Regions from separate parts of the Mus musculus genome. Here regions 2 and 3 are each linked to region 1. The links are chromatin contacts, called in public Hi-C maps. All regions are on one chromosome and are shown on one strand. The core of a region is the stretch at or near the end of the contact, and the rest is flanking DNA. Distances in the headings are between cores, read along the strand shown. Region 1 has its middle 47 kb from the start of Gm30056. Region 2 overlaps Plekha5 (pleckstrin homology domain containing, family A member 5). Region 3 overlaps Plekha5 (pleckstrin homology domain containing, family A member 5).

Region 1 (3,459 bases), core at 445-2,944:
TCTTTCTCCTCCGAGTTCAGACTGTGAGGCTTGGCAACAAGCTACTTTACCAACCATCTCACCCATTCTTTTGATGACATTTTAATAAAATGCTTTCATGAAGTCAATCTGTAAATGAGGTGACAAAATGAAAATATTCTCTGAGCTAAAACTCACATTATAGATCAAGATTCATGGACTGGGTATCTGTGTAGAGGCAGAGTTTATGGCTTCATTTGTTTCTTCGAAAATTTGTTTTATTTCTCAAAGGATTTGAGTATCTTAAAACACATACATTTCATTGAGAACATCAAAAAAATCCTTAAACAGGAAAATAGTAAGTAAATAAAAATTAGAAGTGTAAAGCCGAACTCACAGGCAGAGTTAAGTAGAGAGTTTGGGATACCCATGCCTCTGCGTCTGTTTTCAAACTTCTCATTATAGAAAGGTAAGAGCTAGGGCTAGAGAGATGGCTTAGAGGTTGAGAGCACTGGTGGTTCCTCCGAAGGTTCGGGGCTCAATGCCCAGCAAGCATATGGCGGCTCACAACTGTCTGTAACTCCAGACCCCTGGGATCCGATGCCCTCTTCTGGCCTTCCTGGGCACCGGTAATACATGTGATGGAAAGACATGCATGCAGACAAAACACCTATCCTTTAAAAATAAATATAAAAACTTAACACTCACCTACCCTCCCATACCCCCACACGTGTGCACGCATGCATGCACACACAGGCACATGAGGGTAAGACCTAACACTCTTGAGTTAACTACACTGGATATCTATGGCGTTCACGTTGCCTAGTGAATAGAGGCTTCACTAGGCATTCCAGGGTAATTTTTAACAGGTGGATTATGACACTGGTCAGAAAAGCACAAACCTGCTTTACTTCTTCTTATAACAAGATCTGGCCAGACACAAAATCCAGAGACTGTCAGCGATTTTAGTGAAAACACCAAGTGGGACTCATTAATTTCCTTCTCATCTCTCCCACAGACCGCGTTTGAGAGTTTCCTTTGGAAACCATATTGTGAGGCACTGAGCACATAGGCACACAAACCTTGCGAGGCACGATGCACTCGACTGTATCAGACATTTCTTTGTCAGAAGGACTGGCAGCAAAATGGCTCTGGTGGGAGTCTTACTGGGAACCACCCACGTTCTCCCACATGCCTCTCTGTGGTTCAACCATTCAGCCACCAGGCTTGTGGGTCTCAGGAAACCACCTGCAATCACTCTGGGGGAGAACTCTGTGTCCCTGCTGTGTATCCAGCAGGCAACTGCTTATTATTGTTGTGGATGTCATTATCATTAATTTTGAATGCATTAGGTGGGAGGAGGGGATGAGGAGGAGACTCGTGAGAGGGTGGGGATGATGGTGTGTTGGGGCTGAGGGATGCCAGCTGGAGAGGAGACGCATTTTAAAGAGGATAATTGAGAGGGGAAGAGAGAGAAACAGGGAACCTCACAGAAGAGAAGCAGGTTTGAGTAGTAGAATCAGTGAGAGAAATCAAGGTGACATTTTCATTGTCCTAATGTGACCTGACTGTTCCCGGGTAAATGCCAGCTTGTTCATTTCTGAGAGACTAGAGGAGCAGAAGCAAGAAGACATTCGAGGTCTTTGTCACTCCTCGGTGACTCTGACCTCTGAGACCAGAAGGTAGCCAAGGCCGCTGCAGAACCAAGCCTGCGGGAGGAGGGAGCGGCTCTCTGTGTTGATGACTCATTCTGGCACCAGCTTGACCTTATGGAACTAATTTAGCTGCACTGGGCTGAACCTAGTCATAATTAATAACAGGATATCTGTTTATATATAAGGTCCAAGTGTTACCAACAAAGGAAGTGGCTGGTGGAAAGAGACAAAGGGGAAAATAAGTGTTGGGGTAGTGGTTTCTTGGAGGACATCCTACAAGGCAGGTGGAGGGCTTGTAGATATGTTCATACACAAGTGCAGCCAAAGTGTGCCAATGTTTCCATCCTTATTAGGGACCAGCTCAGAGCCTTTACCATGTAACTCATGTAACTTCTGCACAGGCCTGTGCAGCAGCTGTCATTATCCCCCAGCAGAGGCTGGGAAAATAGCTTGCTTGGTATAAGCTTTAATAAGGTTTGAACTGGGCCGACATGATTTGAATCCGAACATGTTTTGACCTGCAAAGTCACCATAAAATCTTAGTTGCATGTAGAAGAGGTAGCTTGCCTGTGTATTTAAAAGCTAGTTGTCATGACCTTCTAGTGGAGTCATTATCTCTTTATAGGATGTACCTTAGTCCTAAAAATCTCACTGAATCAATTGATCCTTCAGCCTTATAAAACACTAAATGATTTTGTGGTCCGTAGAAAGTGAAAGGAAATGGACTTTGAAAGGAGAGAAAACCTTGATTTTTTATTTTGAGACAGTGTCTCATTTTTTTTTGTAACCAAGTCTGGGAACTCATTATGTTGCCAATGCTAACCTTAAACTCTCTCTCTCTCTCTCTCTCTCTCTCTCTCTGTCTGTCTGTCTGTCTGTCTGTCTGTCTGTCTGTCTTTCTCTATCATTTACCTACTTACCTACCTACCTATTGAAAGAAAGTTTTATGTGCCCAGACTGGCTTTGTTTTTGCTGTATAGTTGAGACTGAGTTTAATTCCCGATTCTCCTGCCTCCACCTCCTCAGAATGAAGAGTACAGGTGTGTACCATCCCCATTGCTTTATGCCGTGCTAGGCATCAAACCCAAGACCTTGTGTGTTGGGGATTGGCTTGGTGATGCTATGTATTCAAATGCTAAATACTGGCCTCTAGAATCTGGGTGCCCACCAGGAAGAGATCCTCAGGTTCGCAAAGTGGTGCTATGGAAACCCTGCTCTCCAGTTGAAAGTTAATTGGTTAATTAAAAGCTAGAGCCTGTGACTGAACCGTAGGGAGAGAAAGGCGGGTGTTGAGGACTGAGTGAGGAGGTCTCAGGAGAGAATAAGAGAAGGGAGGAGACCAAGAGAGGAGGAGGAAGCCATGAGAGGAGATGGACCATGAGCATGTGACCAGGAGGAACAGCAAGTGACAAGGGACATATGACTGGGATGCATGTTAGAATAGCTCCACACCTGCCCAATCTAGGCTTACAGTTTGTAAATAAAATACTTGGATTGTGTGTCTTTTATACAGGTCAGCTAGACTATGTAATTTATTTTATACTTGTGCACATTCGACAACGCTCTAGTAACTGAGTTACAGCTCCAGCCATTCAAGATCTACATTTAAAGTAAAATAATTAAGAGTGGAGGGGAAATGTGCTAAAAATGGTATTTTAATTGTATGTAGTGTTACGTTTATATGTGCAAGAGCTCAAACTGTCAAGCAAAAGTGTTAATATTTGATCACAACCTTCCTGTAAAATGCCAGGAACAACGAGAAAAAAAAGATCAAAGCTGCAAGAAGTCTGTGTATATATAAAGCTGTAAAAGGAATAGTACCGAGCATATATATAGAATACCTATG
Region 2 (3,459 bases), core at 650-3,149, 360 kb before region 1:
TTGGTACCAGGAATGGGGACTTCTCAATTCCTGAAATATCTAAGGTACTTTTAATTTTAACACTCTTGTATAAATTGTCTGGCTTCTCTTTAATGGCTTCTTTGCCTGCAACTTTAAAGAAACTACTTTTCTGGCCAAACTGTATGTTTTCCTATGAATTTCTGCTCTGCTTTTAAAAGCTCCCAATTCTCAATGAAAACTAGTGGTAGTGCAGCTAGCACTAGCAATGGCATAGCCTGAACACTATATCATTTTTCAATTTATACTCTTTCAAGGTTTCAGACATGCATAAACTAGAGACAGATTCTGTGCTAGAATATAACATGAATGGTTTCCAGTCCAATTCTAATAGAGTCATGTTCCCTTTTAAACCTCACAGAATAGTCTTTACTGTGTATTTCTATAAGGTTCTAGCTTTCTAAACTCCTACCAGAATGGTCCACTTAGCTTTGCTTAACGAACTGTAGGAGGGGTGCTCTAGTCTGCCTTCAAACTCTTTCACATTCTTCTTATACATCAGTTTTCAAAACCTAATAATCATGTTGTTAGGTTTAGTTACAGTGACCTTACTCCCCTGGTACCAATTTTTTCTATTAGTTATTTTTGCATGGCTTAGACATACTATCTGACAGAACTAACTTACAGGAGGACTGCTTTATTCTCAGTTATCTGCATTGCATCATGTCAGGGACACCATGCCCAAGCAGCTCGCCTCATGGAGGAAGGACCACGGAGTGTTAGAGGCTGAGCGAGCACACCATAGAAGAGCAGGAAGCGGAGGAAACAACACACAGGGACCAGGGGCCAAGGAGCCTTCGAGGGCCAACCTTGTAAAGCTTCCAGGGCTTTCCAAAATAATAACAACACTTAGTGACCTGGGCTCAAGTATATGAACATTAAAACCATGACATCCGGGCTGGTGAGACGGCCTGGTTAAGAGCGCTAACTGCTCTTCCACAGGTCAGGAGTTCAAATCCCAGCAACCACATGGTGGCTCACAACCATCCATAATGAAATCTGATGCCCTCTTCTGGAGTGTCTGAGGACAGCTACAGTGTTAAAAAAAAACAAAAAACAAAAACCATGACATCCTATCCTGTTTTAAGGAAACAATCAAACAACTATAAACCTGGAAACAAACAACAACAACAAAAACATCAGCTACGCAGATGAACAAAATAATGTACTAAAAAGCAACGTTGCCATTCCTCTCATGCACCTGGGTTACATGTGATCCCGTAGTAAAGCAGGACTTTCAAAATCAGACAAAAACCTAGCTCAGCGTTTGCAGCATCACACAGTGGTCCAGGGGCTCCACAACGCACTGCTCCAAGAAACAATGAAATGAAACAAGAGATCTGCTCCAAGAGTCTCCACCTGGGGAGAGGAAGAAGGGACAAGGCAGCCTAGCACTTGGTTTATGACATTATGGCGCTTGTGAAGTCTCTTGCCCTCGCAACAACGAAGACGAAGACGGCTTACTCACTGTTTACAGTGTGGTCAGCCACGGGAACAAAGGGGAGAGTAAGATAAAGTCCCTCTTTCAAGGTCACCACAGGCCCAACTGACAGCTTAATAGGAGAAAGCGGGCTGTAAACAAATCATTAAAACATAACCTGGTTTGAGAGCCCAGAGGAGGAAATGGCTAATGGCCTGGGGGATATGTGGAAACTGCTTAACAAAACGAAGGCCATCCGACTATTTCAAGATGAAATCCATTAGGGGTAGCTATGCTCGGAGCACACACGTCAGCAAAAAGTCTAAACTTCTCACACACACACACACACACACACACACACACACACACACTACCCACTAGCAGACAAACTATTTACTTACAGAAAGATGACTAACAATAAGGCAATTCTCATGTGCCTTGTACAATTCTGCCCAGCAGGTCTCAGGCCTGCACTGATCACATGGTCAGGAGAAAGCCAAGAAAAGCTGTGGAGACAGACAGCCCACTACACTGCTGAAGCCAATCAACTTCAAATCCGTGGGGAGTCCTAAACCTCAACTAATCCCAATTTTCTTTTCACGTATCTCTAAAGTCTACCGCAGGAGCCGCGCCTCATGAAGACAGAAGAGAAGGCCAGTGAGGGCTCAGGTGGTAAAAGTCATTGCCATTTTGGCCTCATGACATGAATGCAGTCCCTGAGGCCGATGGGAGGAGAGAACCAACTCTCCAAAGTGGGTGTACATATACAAACGAAAACAAAGCATTTCTAAAAACCACAGCGAAAGGTTCCACTTGGCAGTGGTTAGGCTCACATGCTGCCCTAGCAGAGGAGCAGGGTTTGAGTCCCACCACTCACATGGCACAACCATCTGTAACCACAGAGTCAGAGGACCGAACCGCTTCTGGTCACTGTGGGTACCAGGCACATAAACGGTAAAAAGATACTACACACGTCCAGCCAAAACACAATATGTATCAAATGGACAGACAGACGACAAACAGGATACGATCTACAACCAAAAACTAGAGTTCAGCAGGGGTCTCATAAGAACTTACACCAGCACCCGTGTTTCACTCAAGCACAAGGCACGCCTGTGAGACACCCGACAGCCCAGCGGCCACACTGTCAGTTTTGAGTCCTTACATACTTACGATTTCACTTCTCAGTGGATTGTAATCTTGAAAATGCTACCCCTGCCCTTGACTTACTTGATCTATCTGGATTCGCAACATTCACTCTGCAAGAGATTTATTTCCAAATACCTCAATCTGAAACCCGATCCCATCCATCATCTGGGGCCAATTTATTCATAATTAATATTCAATATAGAAGCTCTTGTAATGGGAAAGGAGCCCTGTTTCTAGTATTTCCTCCCAGTACCTAACACTACGGTAAGACAGTAAGTGTAAGGTGTCTCATTGGTTAGTTAAGGATTTCACCCCCTTAGTCATTTAATACAAATCTTTCTGATGTGGAAATAGTAGAATGCGCTTGACCTTGTGGTCCATGCCTGTGAGCTCAACTCCCAGGAGGTGGAAACTGTGTTTAAAAAAAAAAAAATCAAGAATGGGTGTGGGGGTGAGTTTCCATTGTTTCAGGTTGCTGTTCTTTTAGAGATAAAACCTCACAAAGCAGCAGACGTCTGGAATAAGTACTTGGAAGAGATGTAAGAATCCAGTCAGTCCATAAACACCTGCTTAGGAAGAAACCAATTATAATGAGAAAGCCCCTCATACCACTAGACTCGTCCTCTGTAGGGAGTGGAAGCTACTAGAACATACTTGCTAACTAAGAGAATCCAGAAGCTCTGAATTTGAGACTATCCAGTTCTCAGGTCATTAATGAGCAAGGTGACCTTTTTTCCTAAGGCCAGTTAGTAAGACTCTGACTTAAGGCTTTAAGAATTCTCTTTCTTCTTCCAATCCTTTCTAAATTCTGCTTTTTGCATGAGGTAAGTTACAGCTAATTCAATTCGTTTATAAACTGTGTGCCTCACCAA
Region 3 (3,459 bases), core at 487-2,986, 320 kb before region 1:
GTTGCTGTCTGAGGCTGGCCTGGACAACAACGCAAGGTCGAGGCCAGCCTTGATTATGTAACGAGATCTTGTCAAACAGTAAAATGGAAGACAAGATACTGTAAACTGGGCTGGGCACGTAGCTCACTGGGTAGAACGCTTGCCTGGCACGCATGCCTCCCTGGGTCTGATCCCCAGCACCTCAGGCCAGCTCAGACTAGCGATGCCAGCGCTGAGAGCAGAGACAGCTGAAGCATGGAAACAGTCACGGTCAAGGCAGAGCCAGCCCGGAAAACCAAAGGCTGACTCAGTAAGAACTGATGGATGGACAGACGGATGGACAACCAAGCAAGCCAAGGTCTTCTTACTTTTACTCTTGAGTATATAACAAGAGTCCCTCCCTAGCTGCTTGCTGCCAATGTAAAACTCATTTCACAATCACTCCACAAACCAAGCCTCACAGTCTTACTATTGTATATGAAGAACCCCAGACTTTCCATGCCTCAGCCCCAAGAGTGAGCCCCTGTGAAAGAAGCAAGAGTCTCTCCACAAACCTACGAAGTAATTGGAGAATGAAAATGCCTGTGATTACAGTTGAACGGCCTAGTCTTTCAAAGTACTAACTTCCATCTAACAGTGATTTCAAGTCTATGTTCAACAGCTAAGCCCTTCTGCACTTGTCCAGCACACACAGTGACTCTCCAAGCTAATAGTTGAGATTTCCTGATGACCTCAGAGACTGCACACTTTCAAACATCACTGGATCACTGAACGATAGAAGAACAAGTGACATAACTTCCACTGTGTGTACAACCAGGTGTAAGAGCAAGGTATATAACCTCCACTGTGTATGTATGGGTCTCAAATCAACTAATGACACATTTCATTATATTTTTGTTTCATTCTATCCATTCCACATTTTTTCTCTGTATTTAACTTTCATGAAAATGAGCTGTCCATATTGAGTTCTTATAAATAAGAGGCTAAATGTCAACTGCCTTGACATTAACTTGCCTATAAGTAGTGTAACAATCCCACCTCTGCGCCAGAGGCCAGAGGGAAAATCTGTCACCACGCATTTATAATTAACCCGTCCTCGGTTCTTTACTTCAGCTGTTTCTCAGGTTCCTTTACAGTGCTTAGTCATGTGCTAAGTTCAGGAGACTGAGGTCATATGGTGCCTCACTTGCCTTCTCTTATGAGTGTAACATACGCGATTTATATAATTGGTAGGCTACATGGGGGCTCCCCCACTAAAGCATAGACTAGAAGAATAAAAAAAGCATTTGGGAGTGACTGCACTTGTATAAAATAACTATCTTCATATAAAAAAAAAATCAACCTGTGAAACAGATTTCTCAGTGCAAAAGAACTAAATGTCTTGTTTTAAAATGTAATGTAATCATGTGTGAGTCATCAGATTTCTGAGAGGCAACTCTGCCTGTAATTAAAATATTACAAATGTAAGATTCCCCTCTTCTTTATTCTAAGTATTTGGTTTCTTGTTCCCAAGCAGAGTGAACCAATAATCTCGTAGACTTCTAGAGTTCAATAAATGTGACTAACATAGAACATATATAAAGTTGCCACTCCCTATTAATAAGTAACTACATTTACTTTCCTTTTAAAGAAAGCAATACACTGATATTTTACCTAGAATTCTGTCACAGGGGTGAGGAAACCAACACCCAGTGAGCCGGAGAGGAAGGAAGGCAGAGTGCAGCCTCAGCCCTTCCACTTCATGACCAGGAGAGAGCGACGTCACCCACGAAAGCCACTGAGTCCTCCAAAGGTGCTTGTTACTGTTCTGTGTTTTATGACACAGCACATTTTTATTGTTTCACTATGGAAACCAAGGCCAGGCTGCACTTCACAGGGCCCCGCTCTCCAGCTGTGTATTAGGTACTGAGTTTCTTTCTTGACCTGGCCAGGGCTCAATAATCCCTGAATATACCTGTATTTAACTCAATGACAGGACACATCTCTGGTTTCAGCTTTTTCTGTTGTATTTAACCAGAGAACAATGAATTGTGAACAAAGTGTAACACAGAGATAGGAGCCACACCCATCTTTCTGTGCACACTCCATCCCAAGCCCGTGGAGTGCCAGCAGCACCCTCCCCACACTTTCCTAAAAGGCACACAGCACACGATGAGATGGTAACTTGGGCAGTAGACAGCTCTTAGGGTTGAAGGTGAGTGTTCACAATTTTTAAAACCCAACCATGACACACCACGTCACACAAAGCACGTCACAACCTGAGTTGCTGTAAGGAAGGTTCTGCTGGTTTGCAAAGCTTGCATCCCCACAGTCGGCCCATCAAGGCAGGCCTGCCATTAGTCACACATAAGCTGATGATGGGCACTGCTCGAGTCAGAGGCATTGATGATGGAACAAACGCCCACCACAGCAAAGGCAAAATCCATACTTTCTGAGAAGTCACTAATTATTACTTTCTGAGTTAAACATGCACCTGCAAGTTACAATGGATGAAAGCACACTAGCACCATTTGGCACAGGTCTGATTGTTCCCCACTGCCAACTGAAATGTACCATGGAGGCAACAACGGAGGCATGGCAGAGTTCGGGCTCAGTGACTGCTGAGTGCTTTCAAAAGACGACATTATCAAACACCACCAAAAGTTAAGTGCAAAGCTTCTTCCTTAGGGCCACCGAATGATAATCGTTCTCTAAGTAGTCAACAGAGACCAACTAACCAGCTAATGAATAGCTGGTCCCTGAGAGCCAATGCTTCTCTTCTGGTGCTGGACGAAGGCTGGGCCTCTCTACACTTGTGCTCTTCAGTCCCTGTATCGCCATGAAGTCTCCTTCTGTCAAACTGGACTGTGGGTGAGTTTTCAGGCTTCACTCATGGAGAACAAATCACTTTGCATCTGAGGAATTATTCCTGAGCTGCAATGGCTATGTGTATTCATTTTACACTTTGAAAATCTGTGAGAAAATAATTGTCTCAAACTCAAATTTCATGTAGGTGGGGAAAAAAAAATCGCTGCTATAGCAACTGTAGGTTCTGTTTATGGGAATGAAAGGTGAAAAATTTACATTTCTAACACTTAAAAATTAAATATCTGATTTGTGATGGCTGAGAATGCACTGGGCCTCTCAGCAGACAATGCATGGTGCTGTGTACATGGTCGGGCGGATCACTGGGAGTCACACATCTCACTTGAGGCTACAGCAGGCCTACTCTTCTTCTGCCTCATGTTCCTTGGAGTCAGTCACGGAACACAGCAGCTTCCAACAGCGACTTTGCATTTCTGAGGTCTTATTGCTAATGCGAAGCATTCCTGTGGAAGGGCTGGTGCTAGCATCAGTCTCGCTTCATCCTTACTTGTGCCTGGCTCCAAGAAAGGAGCATACTTTTCTGTGAAGACCATTTTCTTCTTCTAATGGGTAGGGGCTGAAAACCCCTGGGGAAACAGGAAGTTTAGTAAATGTGACAAACTGCTATGAGCTAGA

What was found. Hi-C and Micro-C count contacts between places; a contact is called where the count stands out from the background.
Region 2: a Hi-C map of uterus shows a contact between it and region 1, with 6 times the contacts expected there. The contact joins two enhancer-like sites. A contact is called at or near these places in 2 of 484 Hi-C or Micro-C datasets (pancreatic cancer cells and uterus).
Region 3: a Hi-C map of the N1E-115 cell line shows a contact between it and region 1, with 2.4 times the contacts expected there. The contact joins two enhancer-like sites.

Annotation. Positions count from the first base shown.
Region 1 is chr6:140,146,141-140,149,599 of GRCm38.p6, reverse strand. No RefSeq gene overlaps it. Among named protein-coding and RNA genes, the nearest start is that of Gm30056, 47 kb to the right of the region's middle. Within about 2 kb of position 1,694, at least 46 of the 459 cell types and tissues checked have an H3K27ac peak or open chromatin away from gene starts, as enhancers often do. A contact at or near this core is called in the N1E-115 cell line, pancreatic cancer cells and uterus, where this site is marked.
Region 2 is chr6:140,507,416-140,510,874 of GRCm38.p6, reverse strand. All of the region lies in intron 3 of Plekha5 (pleckstrin homology domain containing, family A member 5), which reads right to left. Among named protein-coding and RNA genes, the nearest start is that of Plekha5, 85 kb to the right of the region's middle. Within about 2 kb of position 1,899, at least 67 of the 459 cell types and tissues checked have an H3K27ac peak or open chromatin away from gene starts, as enhancers often do. A contact at or near this core is called in pancreatic cancer cells and uterus, where this site is marked.
Region 3 is chr6:140,464,763-140,468,221 of GRCm38.p6, reverse strand. The region is part of intron 3 of Plekha5 (pleckstrin homology domain containing, family A member 5); the gene reads right to left. Among named protein-coding and RNA genes, the nearest start is that of Plekha5, 42 kb to the right of the region's middle. Within about 2 kb of position 1,736, at least 76 of the 459 cell types and tissues checked have an H3K27ac peak or open chromatin away from gene starts, as enhancers often do. A contact at or near this core is called in the N1E-115 cell line, where this site is marked.